2 separate regions of the Mus musculus genome follow, and region 1 is linked to region 2. Evidence: chromatin contacts called from public Hi-C data. All regions are on one chromosome and are shown on one strand. The core of a region is the stretch at or near the end of the contact, and the rest is flanking DNA. Distances in the headings are between cores, read along the strand shown.

What was found. A called contact is a pair of places that touch in the nucleus more often than the background predicts.
Region 1: a Hi-C map of uterus shows a contact between it and region 2, with 4 times the contacts expected there. The contact joins two enhancer-like sites. A contact is called at or near these places in 3 of 484 Hi-C or Micro-C datasets (hematopoietic stem and progenitor cells and uterus) and 1 of 9 other capture datasets (embryonic stem cells).

The regions. Positions count from the first base shown.
Region 1 is chr14:25,343,859-25,349,291 of GRCm38.p6, forward strand. All of the region lies in intron 1 of Zmiz1os1 (a long non-coding RNA gene), which reads right to left. Among named protein-coding and RNA genes, the nearest start is that of Gm41113, 33 kb to the right of the region's middle. Within about 2 kb of position 2,318, at least 65 of the 459 cell types and tissues checked have an H3K27ac peak or open chromatin away from gene starts, as enhancers often do. A contact at or near this core is called in uterus, where this site is marked.
Region 2 is chr14:25,030,527-25,035,984 of GRCm38.p6, forward strand. No RefSeq gene overlaps it. Among named protein-coding and RNA genes, the nearest start is that of Gm41112, 17 kb to the right of the region's middle. Within about 2 kb of position 1,940, at least 60 of the 459 cell types and tissues checked have an H3K27ac peak or open chromatin away from gene starts, as enhancers often do. A contact at or near this core is called in uterus, where this site is marked.

The sequences.
Region 1 (5,433 bases), core at 1,068-3,567, 310 kb after region 2:
TTTCCATATGCAGTTAATGATCCTGATTAGGACCTGAGAAAGCGGTCATTTGTGTCCCGTCCCAGCTTTAAGGGGCGTTTTATTATTACACACCATTCCACAAGTTAATGAGAGAAGCTGTAGTCCATTTGTTGGCAAGGACTAATGCTCGCCCGGGGAGACCAGCAGTGGGGCCTTTGTCCTGTGCCTCGGAGTCTAATTTCCTTGCTCCACCTGTCTGCCCTGCTGCCCCCACCCTCCCACCACCAGATGCCACTATGAAAGATGTCACCTTGAGGGTATCATGACCCCAGATCACTGTGCCTGGGGCCTTAGTCAGACCAGACTGGGCTGTCTGCTCTCCAGAGGCTGGTGAGATCCTGGGTCTAGGAAGCTTTGAGAGCTGGATGCCTGGGCTCCTGTTGTGAATCTGGATTCTTCGGCAGGGCCCAGTTGGTCTGCAGAAGCATCTTTGGAAGCCTGCATGCCAGTCTTGTCTCTGCCCCAGTCACGTGACCTTGGACATGTGGCATCAGTTTTGGTCAGCATCCCCATTTATGCAATAGGTATAATCACTTCTCCCTCCAGGTGAGTTCTATGCACACAACAAGCACCGCCTGTGAGCAAGTGTGTGTTGTCAGGACACACACAAAACACTTCCCCTTCGAGGACTGAGGCGCGTGGAGTTTAGACAAGGAAACCTCAGATACTTGTGGGAACCCGGCAATGAGGCTGGACAGGGCACAGTCACGCAAGCGTGAGCTTATCCAAAACACTGCTCATCTATGTGCCTGGATGGCTTGTTTCATTTTATGTGAACCTAACCTAGATTAGCTGCATATGTATCAAAAGATGGCCTAGTCGGCCATCACTGCAAAGAGAGGCCCATTGGACTTGCAAACTTTATATGCCCCAGTACAGGGGAACGCCAGGGCCAAAAAAATGGGAATGGGTGGGTAGGGAAGTGGGGGGGAGGGTATGGGGGACTTTTGGGATAGCATTGGAAATGTAATTGAGGAAAATATGTAATAAAAATATTTAAAAAATATCAGGGAGAAGATTTCATGGATAAAGCATTTCCTGTGTAAGTTTGAGGACCTGCATTTGGCACCCCAGCACCCACATAAAAACCTGGCATGCATAGTGACCTACCTATGATCCCCAGGGCTCTAGATACAGGACAGACTAGCAGGAGCAGACTGAACAGCTCGACTGTCAGGATGAAAAGGCCCAGGTTCAGTGAGCATGCACACCCCATACCTGCACACAGGTGCACCCACACGTGCATGCCGACAAATCATGTACATACAAAAAAAACTTAACTAAATCCTTTTTTTAAAAAAAAAATCAAGTTCTTTTCTACTGTGGATGTGACTGCTTCCCTCCCTCTGAGCCTGCGTCAACGCCATCCCCCCTGCCTGCCCACTGGCCCCATTTCAGGGTCCATCTTAAAAAGCACGTCTCCTCCACAGCAATGCTAACATACCTCCAGAGGAAGCCTAAGTTTGCTGTTCCCTCTCACCAGGAAGAGACAATATACAGACTGTTCAGTGTTTGTTTGCCTGCACTGTCACTAAATAATAAACTGACTAATGGCAGGGCTGAGCTACAGCAGGGCACACCGTAGGTACTTGCTATTTACTCACTGAAGATTTCATTCTAACCCAGTCTTAGTTCGTGGGTCATAGCTACTGCAAACCTGCCCCCAGGCACACAGTCAGTCTACAGTCAGCAGAAGAGCCGGGACCAAGCCTGCCCAGCCCATGAAGAGGCCCCTACCATCCCCTGTCCTATAAGCAGCTCCCCCAAGGAAGAAGTCTAACATAACCAAGGGTCTCTCCTTCCCAACCACCAGCTAATCTGTCCTCAGCCAGTGTGTCTCTGTCCATACTTCTGCTTCCCCAGACCACTGCTGTTTGTATTGTCAAAGGCTTGTCACAAACAGCTGACAAGGGAACCTTGGCCCCAGAACCACTTAACAGAGCTTTGGCTTCTTGGATCTTTGGACTGTAAACACTTCAGCTAGAAGCTGCTCACACACAAGGCCTCAGTTTCCCTCTCCCTGAATAAGAAAATGAGCAACTATTTACTGACTGAACATAGATGTAAAAGGAAGTAGCTAAGTATTCAACTTGCTTATCTGAATCCAGTTTTGGTGTCCTGTACCTCACTCCCCTTTGTAAAGTGAGGGGCCTCCACTCTTACTTTCCAGGCCTGTGGTTGCTTGCAGTACTTAGTCCTAAGCACTGTGAGTACTTAGGAAGGTGAGCTCAGCTCTTCTCACAATCAGTGGCTTGGAGCCATGCCCACCCTTGACACAGGGGAGGACAGAAACACATGATGGATGACGTCAGCCCCTGGCTGGCACTGGCCTCCAGGATGTCATGACACCACAGACCACACACAGGGAAGGCCTTGGGCTCTGGCTGTGATATCTTCAGGCTGCAATGACCTTGGCTACATCATGAAAGCAGAAAAGGAAGAAACAGACCCAGATCAATCTGGCATTGACCCTACTTTTACCCTTCCAGCAACGCAATGGTAATTTACCTGTTTAGTTGTTCCACTTGGCTGTCTCATAGCCAGTCCAAAATCAGTGGGGTCAGGGTCAAATCACCCTTCCCACCCAACCCCACATCTGTCCTGTCCTAATGACTACCTCTCTCCATCAGATCAGAGTCTCACTTTACATGCCTGCCTCTCTCTCTCTCTCTCTCTCTCTCTCTCTCTCTCTCTCTCTCTCTCTCTCCCTCTCCCTCTCTCCCCCCTCCCCCTCCCTCTCCCTCCCCCTCCCCTCTCCCTCTCTCTGTCTCTATCTCTCTGTCTCTCTCTGTCTCTCTCTCTCTCCCTCTCTCTCCTCTCCCCGCCCCGTCCCTCCCTCCCTCCCTCCCTCCTTCTCTGACTGCCTCCATATCTTCTTCTAACAGACCCATCTTCCCACCTTAGAGACATATCTCAGGCCCCTCTCTCCACAGGGCCAAGCTGTAGCCACCTGGAATTGAACTGTACAGAGTCACCTGGCTCCCCTCCAACTTCAACTCACAATCTCCTACTTTCAATTAATTTGGAAAGTAATTGGATCCCATCAATTGTCTGTTTAAAACCCTCTGAAGTCTCCTCATCTGGTTGGAATAAAACTTGAGCCCCTTTCCTGCCTTGCAAAGCCATATGCAATCCTACTGCTGGCCCCGGGCCATCACTCTCCCTCCACTCTGAGCAAAAACAACAGCCTTGAACAAGCCAAGGTCCTTAACTTCTACACACCCTTCCCTGACCTTAGACTCAGATCTCAAGGTTCAGTGTCCCCTCCTGCAATGGTTCAAGTGTGGTTTATATGATAAAACTTTGGTCCTTGAGTGTGCTGGTATGAAGGATGGTAGGCCTTTGAGAGGTGGCATCGAGCAGGAGGGAGGGAGGTCACTGGGGCACTGCCTTGTGGTGGTATTAAGGTAACTCTCCTGGGACCTCACTTCATTCCTGTAAGAGCCAGTTCTCTTTAAAGAACCAGTCCCACTAAAAATAGCTGGCTTCCCGATTTGTCTCATCACTCACACACCCGCCATGATGCCATCTGTGCTGTGATATGGTAAGGGCTCCCTCCAGAGACATCACCAGATTCAGAATTCCAGCCTCTGAAACGAAGCTAAATAAATCTCTCTGTTACTCAGCCTCTGGTGTTTTGTTACAGGAACGGAATGCCTTCTAGGCTATCTCCTTGGAGACACTCTCTGACCACCTTACCTATGAGTCCGTAACCTATCCAGCTCCTTACACAGCCTTCTAAGAGACTGTTTGTCATCTGATGTTCTTTCTCACATCCCTTAATACTAAGAACAAGAAGTGTCTCCTGGTGACTCTGCTTTGTCCAGACACAAGTACAGAGTCCAGCACATAATAGGTGTCCAGGAAATATCTGCTGGCTTTATGGAAGGAGGAGGAAGAGGAAGAGGATGAGGAGGAGGAGGAGGAGGAGGAGGAGGAGGAGGTGTCATGGGTGAATGAGACAGAGTTTCAAGGGCCTGCATTGAGTGTGAAGTTTCACCTACCAAAGGAGACGGGATGCCTTGGGTAGATACTTCCTGAGCAAGGCAGTAGGGACAAATGGCTTTCCACCTCCAGCCTCCATTGTCCTGTTCTTCTACCAAGAATGGTCTGCTCTCCTTTCCCCTCCCCCAACCCTTTTCCTCCTATGTATGCACACAGATCCTCATTCATACCACCAGGTTGACCCTTCATCTGTCTGTTAATGTGATGTTCTTTAAGAGCTAGGACCAAGTCTCTATCACTCCCAGATACCCACCTTAGAGCCCTGAGGTTTGGCCATTGCAGGCATCACAAAACATTACCCAGGATCCATGCAGCCAACCCTCAAAGACCCTGCCTGACATGGCAGAACGTTATACACAGATGAACATTCTGCCATTAAAGAACTGCTGACCCAAAGGAAGAGACAGAAGATCCTATGTAAAAGCACACAATTGTACTTTTATACAAATAGATGTCATAGTTAGGGTTGTTATCGCTATGATGAAACACCACAGCCAAAGCAACTTGGGGGGAGGAAAGGGCTTATTTAGCTCATACTTCCATATCATTGTTCATCATTGAAGGAAGCAAAGACAGGAACTCAGACTGGGCAGGAACCTGAAGGCAAGAGCTAATGCAGAGGCCATGAAGGGGTGCTGCTTGCTGGCTTGCTCTACATGGCTTACTCGGCCTACTTTCGTATAGAACTCAGAACTATTATCCTAAAAATGGCACCACCTATAATGATTTGGGCACTCCCTCATCTATCACTAAGAAAACTCCCTACAGGGAGGGGATAGAGAAATGGTTTAGTGATTAAGAGCATTGACTGTTCTTCCAGAGATCCTGAGTTCAATTCCCAGCACCCACATGATGGCTCACAACCATCTGTAATGGGATTTGATGCCTTTTAGTGTCTGTGAAAACAGAGCACTCATATACATAAAATAAATAAATGAATATTTTTTTAAAATTCCCTACAGGTCTACCTACAGCCGGATCTTACTGAGTCATTTTCTTAATTTAGATTCCCTCCTCTCTGATGATTCTAGCTTGTATCAAGTTGACACAAAACCAGCCAGTGAAATAGACATAAAAAATACAATGGAATTATAAGAATGAATGAAAACAAACCAAGTTGTGAAATGACAGATGCAGCAGGAAAAGCAATTATATGAAAGTTTAAAACCTGAAGAAATCTCTTTGTTGCTTGTGAACACAGATACACATGATTTAAAAACATGAAGACATGTATGGAAATGAGACACACCATCTCCCAGGAAGAAGACAAGGGGTTGTAACTATAGAGCCAACACATGGGACCATAAAACTGTTTTTAAAAAGGAAAATTTCAAGTGCAGATGATATAATATTAATAAAAGATATAGATCAGTGGGTGGTCCATAGCTGTTTGTTGCAATATGTCAA
Region 2 (5,458 bases), core at 690-3,189:
AGGTTCCATGTCAAGAAGGAACAATATATGATCCTAAAGAGAATGGCTTTGCAGGGGATCAATGCAAATGCAGTTTCTTTTCCCAGGGTGATGCTCCTGGGCAGAGTTCAGCCCAAGTTCAAGGATTGCACTCAGGAGCACCGGATGCTGGATGCCATGCAGGTGAGTCTCTCCCCTAGGATGGGTTCCCAGCATGAGCTACTGGTTCTGACACTCTGCATGCTGGCCACTACCACCCAATACCACCCCTACACACACACACACACACACACACACTCATGCACACACACACACACACACACACACACACACTCACACAGACACACACACTCACACACATGCACATTGCACACACATGCACATATACACAGGCACACCCAAGCATGCACAGGCATACACACACACAGACATGTACAAACACAGGCACAGGCACATGCACACACACACACAAGCATGCATACATACACACACATACACATGCACACACACACACACACACACACACACACACACACACACACGACATAGAGGATACATAAGGGATCCCAAATTCAACCACCAGGTGTCATTGTACAAAAGGATTCTCTGGTGTGTGTCAGGCACAGAGGGTAAATAGAGGCAAGGGCAGATAGACTGCACAAGGAGCAGAAACGGCAGCAACTTCACCTGGAGCACAGAAGGCAGCCAGCGGAGCTGACACGTATCCGGGACTTCCGCTGGGCTTAGAAGATGAGTGAGTATCAAATGGAGGAGAACAGATAGTACAGCCTTGCTCACAGACTCCAGGTCAGGCCATGTGATCCCGGCATGGGAGGAGGTGGGCGAGCATCTTCCAGAGCACAGTGGGAAGGAGGCCCAGATGGCTTTGTGGGATGTGGCCCCATGTCTCCTTCAGCCCCCAGGGACTCTGTCCTTCGGGTAACAGGACTACTTGAGGGTTTGAGGCAGGATGGTGGTGTCCCAGTGGACTCAGATTTCTGGGAAAAGCAGTCAACTATTTCCCTCATGACAATGAAGGTCATCTGAGAACAACGCCTATCTCAAGTAAGTCAGCTGGACATACCTCTCCCGCATCTTCCCACCTTCGGAATGAGCCAGGAGTGGGGCCCTACAGGCAGGCCCGTGCTGCTCATCCTGAAAAGGAAGGAAGACATAGAGGGATGGCCTGTAGGTAGTTTACCCAAGGTCACCCAGATGCCAGGCGGCTGAGCTAAGATTCCAACCTGAGTACAGTAGAGCCTGCTGTCTATGGCTTCCCTTGTCTTGACAAGTAAACTTGCGGTTGGCCAATCACAATCTGAAAATGCTAAATAAAAAAAATTACAGAAAGAGACTGCACACAGGCTTTTTAATGTATTCTGTGCCATTCGGAGTAGCATGATGAAATCTTATATTGCCCGACTCTGCTTTGCCCAGTTATGAATCATTCCTACAGCCGGTGAATACATGTTACATCCACTATCCACCCATTAGTCATTTCATGGTCTTCTTAGTTCTCAGGTCAATTGCCATATGAGGGCTTGTGCTTAAATGCCGCATTAAAAAAATAGTTTGAGAGGGAGCAAAAGAGAGGCAGCTCACTCACATAACTCGCTACAATATATTGTTACAACTGCTCCGTTTTGTTACCAGTTGTTGTGCCTCATCTTTCATGGTGCCTAATTTATAAATTAACCACTGTTGAAGGCACTACACGTAGAGAAAACAAATCATGCCCTGGGCTGTGCCTGATCCGTGCTCTGAAGCAGGGAGAGACTTGAAGCCTGTTCCCAGCAGATGGGGTGTAGGAAGGGCACTCCTGGATTCGGCTTATTGAAGATTCCAACATGATGCAGCTTGGAAAGAGGCAGAGAAATCACGGGCACCGAGACAGCAGAGGGAGCAGGGAGGAGCACAGTTGTCTTGTCCTCCACCCTGCCCCACTGTGGGTGTGATTTATGGCCCTAAGTGTCATCATATAGGATGCAACATCCTTTAAACACCAAGAGCACATGCTTTGAACACACACACACATTTGCATTTGACCACAATACATTGTTGTGCTTTATAAAGAATGAGGAAAACTGCTTTCTGAACATCTGGTGGGGTTCTCCCCCCAAGCCCAGATGTGGTAGATTATAAAGACAAGGCTCTGTATGCCAGCAACAATTTCCCAGTGATACTCCAGCCAGCACATGCTATTCCTCTTTAGACTCCTAAGTCCTTAGCCTCCGGGTCTCTAGGACACTGGTCTGGGTCATCATGTCTAATTGCATTCTGGGTCTCAGCTGGTAGAGGGTGAGCTGCTGCCCCCACTTGCTCTTAAGTGCTCAGTGGGGCTGGCAGGAGAGGGAACAGTGGTATGCGAGGTGGGTGATTTTACAATTGGCTGGACTCTGTGACAAACACCATCCTGCATTTCTTGGTGAGCAGTGTCCCTAAGCACTCTTGCTGTGATCTTGGGTGGGGTAGACTATTGGCTTGCTTGTCCCTTAGAAAAACTCTCATGGACACCAGTACAAGCACCAGCACTAAGAGGCCCAGTCCCCTGTCACCCCGTCACCACCCCACATCCTGCTCTGCTCAGTCCTGGTGGTTTGGGGAACTCAGACAGGGCCATGTGGTGCAGATGTACACACTTCAAGTTCAAAGGTAAGGAAGGATGTCTCATTTTGTCCCTCCATCCGCTCCTTTCTACCTTAGAGGAAAAGCCACATGCTGCATAGAGAAAATGTGGGCTCCTCAGTGTTGGTAGAGGAGATGTAAGCTCCTCATCTCACAACTGCCAGAGCCCCTGAGACAAGAACACCCAGGAGATGACATGGGGATAGGATGGAGGTCACACTAAGAGATCAGCTAACCTCGTTCCCAGCTGCAAGCTTCTCTCTGGGTGATCCAAGGTGGCCGGACATGTTTGTATCTACCTGAATAACCCAAAGAGAGGTGGCCATGGAGCAACTGAGCAGATCTAGAATGGACGGGCTGTGGATGCTGGAGAAGGGCTGGCCATTTGAACCTCAATTCTACGATCACTTTGGGACGTAGCCCATGTCATACGCATGACCGGAGACTAGAACCTATTGTCCTCACACAGCGATTATGTTACTCCATATGTGTGGGTATTTGGAAAGCTGTGAGGTAGGTTATAATAATTAAGAAGAAATGGTACCTGCATGAATAGGGACAAACTCTCCACACTGTAATAGCTTGCACGCATCCCTTCCACAGGAACAGAAGCTGGGCAGCACTTGTGTCTGTCTCTTTGTTGTTGCTATACCAAAATACCGGAGACTGGGTTATTTCTAAATGATAGAGGTTCGAGTAGAGCCTTCATGGTTCTGGTGGCTGGAAGTCTAAGATTAGGTGGCAGCAAGTGACAAGGGCCTCATCGTAAACACGAAGTTGACAGGTAGCACGTGCCGAAGGGACACAACAGGAGAGATGCCTCGGCTTACAGCAACCTGCTCTCTCGAGTAACTAATCCACTTCGGCAAGCATTAAGCCACTGGCAGAATGGCCTTACTCTTGCTGCAAATGATACATACTTAATCTTGTCTTCAAGGCCTCATCTTCCAGTGCTGCCACATGGCAACCAAATTCCATGGGCGTTTAGGAAGGGCAAAACTATTTTCAAGATGTCTCAGCTCCAGCCAGACACAGGCTCTAGGATGGGTGAAGAGAGCAGGTTGCCACCCATCCATTATTGCTGGGCAATTTTCAGAGTACGATTCTATTCCCAGGCTTCATCTGTTCCTCCCAGAAGTTCTTGGGTGCTAAGGTAGGGCCCAACTGTACCTGTCTCACCATCTGTCCCTTGACTGCTCCCCCTGACCTTGCACATCCTCAGGGTCATTAAGCCACCTCACTGGTCCTTGGTGTCAGGAAGTCTGGAGGAGGGAGGATTTGCTCTTTTTTGTTTTTCAATTATCCCAAGGTCTGGGGCTAGTATTCTTTTTTTCCTTACACCTTCATTTTCTTATCCTGTTAGTGTGCAATATTCATGCCCTGAGCAGCATATGGATGTGGCTTTAGACTCAAAAGAATCTGCCTAAGGGGACTGTGGGAATGACTCCATCAGTAAAGTGCCTGCTGGTCAAGCATGAGGATCTGAGTTCAAATCCAGCACCCACATAAAAACCTGGGCATGGAAGGAGTGCGAGGGAAACAGAGACAGACAGGACCCTATAGCTCGCTGGCTCTAGCTCGCTGGCTATTGCTCGCTGGCTATAGCTCACTGACTTGCCAGCCTAGCTGAACTGTTGGACACCTGCTTCAGTGCGAGATCATGTCTCAAAAACTATGGCAGACAGTGATCCCAGAAAACATCTGATATTGACTTCTGGTCTCTACACACATGCACACAACATGTGCACACTCCTCTGTATGCACATGTGCACATCCCTCCCTCCCCACCACATAGATGTCTAGGTATGAACATGGCTTACAGGTTTGAAACCAACCCACCCGTGTTCCATCCTTTCCTCACACAGCCCCTGAGCTGGAGCACTAGAGGTCGTTTAACTTGGTTCCCAGATCCAACTCATGCCTCATAAAATACCAACTAACATGATAGATAAAGTAGAATTTCCCATCGAGTCCAATGTGAGTTGATAGATAGTTAGATGAATAACTTTGGTCATCTAGCTCAGGGCTTGACACCAAACTCTGCCAGAAACCGAGGCTAAAAATCAACCTTCTTGGGTTCAAAAGGCACAGCAGCCCCTTAGCAGAGCTAGGACTCCCAACAGCCCCTCAGCAGAGCTAGGACCCCCAGAAGCAGCAAGAGGAGTGGTCTCTGGTTTTCAGAAACAAAGCTGGACTTCATTTTCTGGAGCAGAGTCCAAGCATTCCGCATGGAGCAGCCACAATGCCTGCCTGAGACAGACTTCCCTTCCACGGAGACAATCCATACACCTTCAGTTCAGTTGACTCCATTGTGTCGTTGGCCAGTAAGGTTAGATTGGAGTGAATCTTCTAACATCATCACCTGCTGTGGCTAGGTTAGTTACAAGACTCCTCTGAGGATCACTGTGGCAACAGTGTTTCTACTGCACCAGGGAGAGAGAGGGTGAGAGGAAGAACACGGTAGCTCTCTCTGACTTAAAGTTTGCAAATGCAAGCACTCCTGTTTAGAATCTATCCTTTTGTCCTCTGCCTACAGGGTCTCACAAGTCCAGGACTAGGTACTATGATAACAGAGAAGAGCCTTTAAGATGACCGGTTACCTCCTTCTGTGACCTTGGACAAGCCACTCCCTCTAGGTGGCTCAGCTCTACTGTTGTGCAGATGTCACTCTGAGCTGAAAGGACAGTTCACTAAGGGTGGGTGGAAGCACGCAGGAGCACACTAATGAAGTGCTGTCATGGGTAGGCTTGTAGGTTCTGAGCATTTCTCAGTGGCTAGGAACACCATCCTCACAACTCCCTGATGTGGGCCACAGTTTGCCTCATGTCTAAGGGACCAGGCAGCATGACCCGTC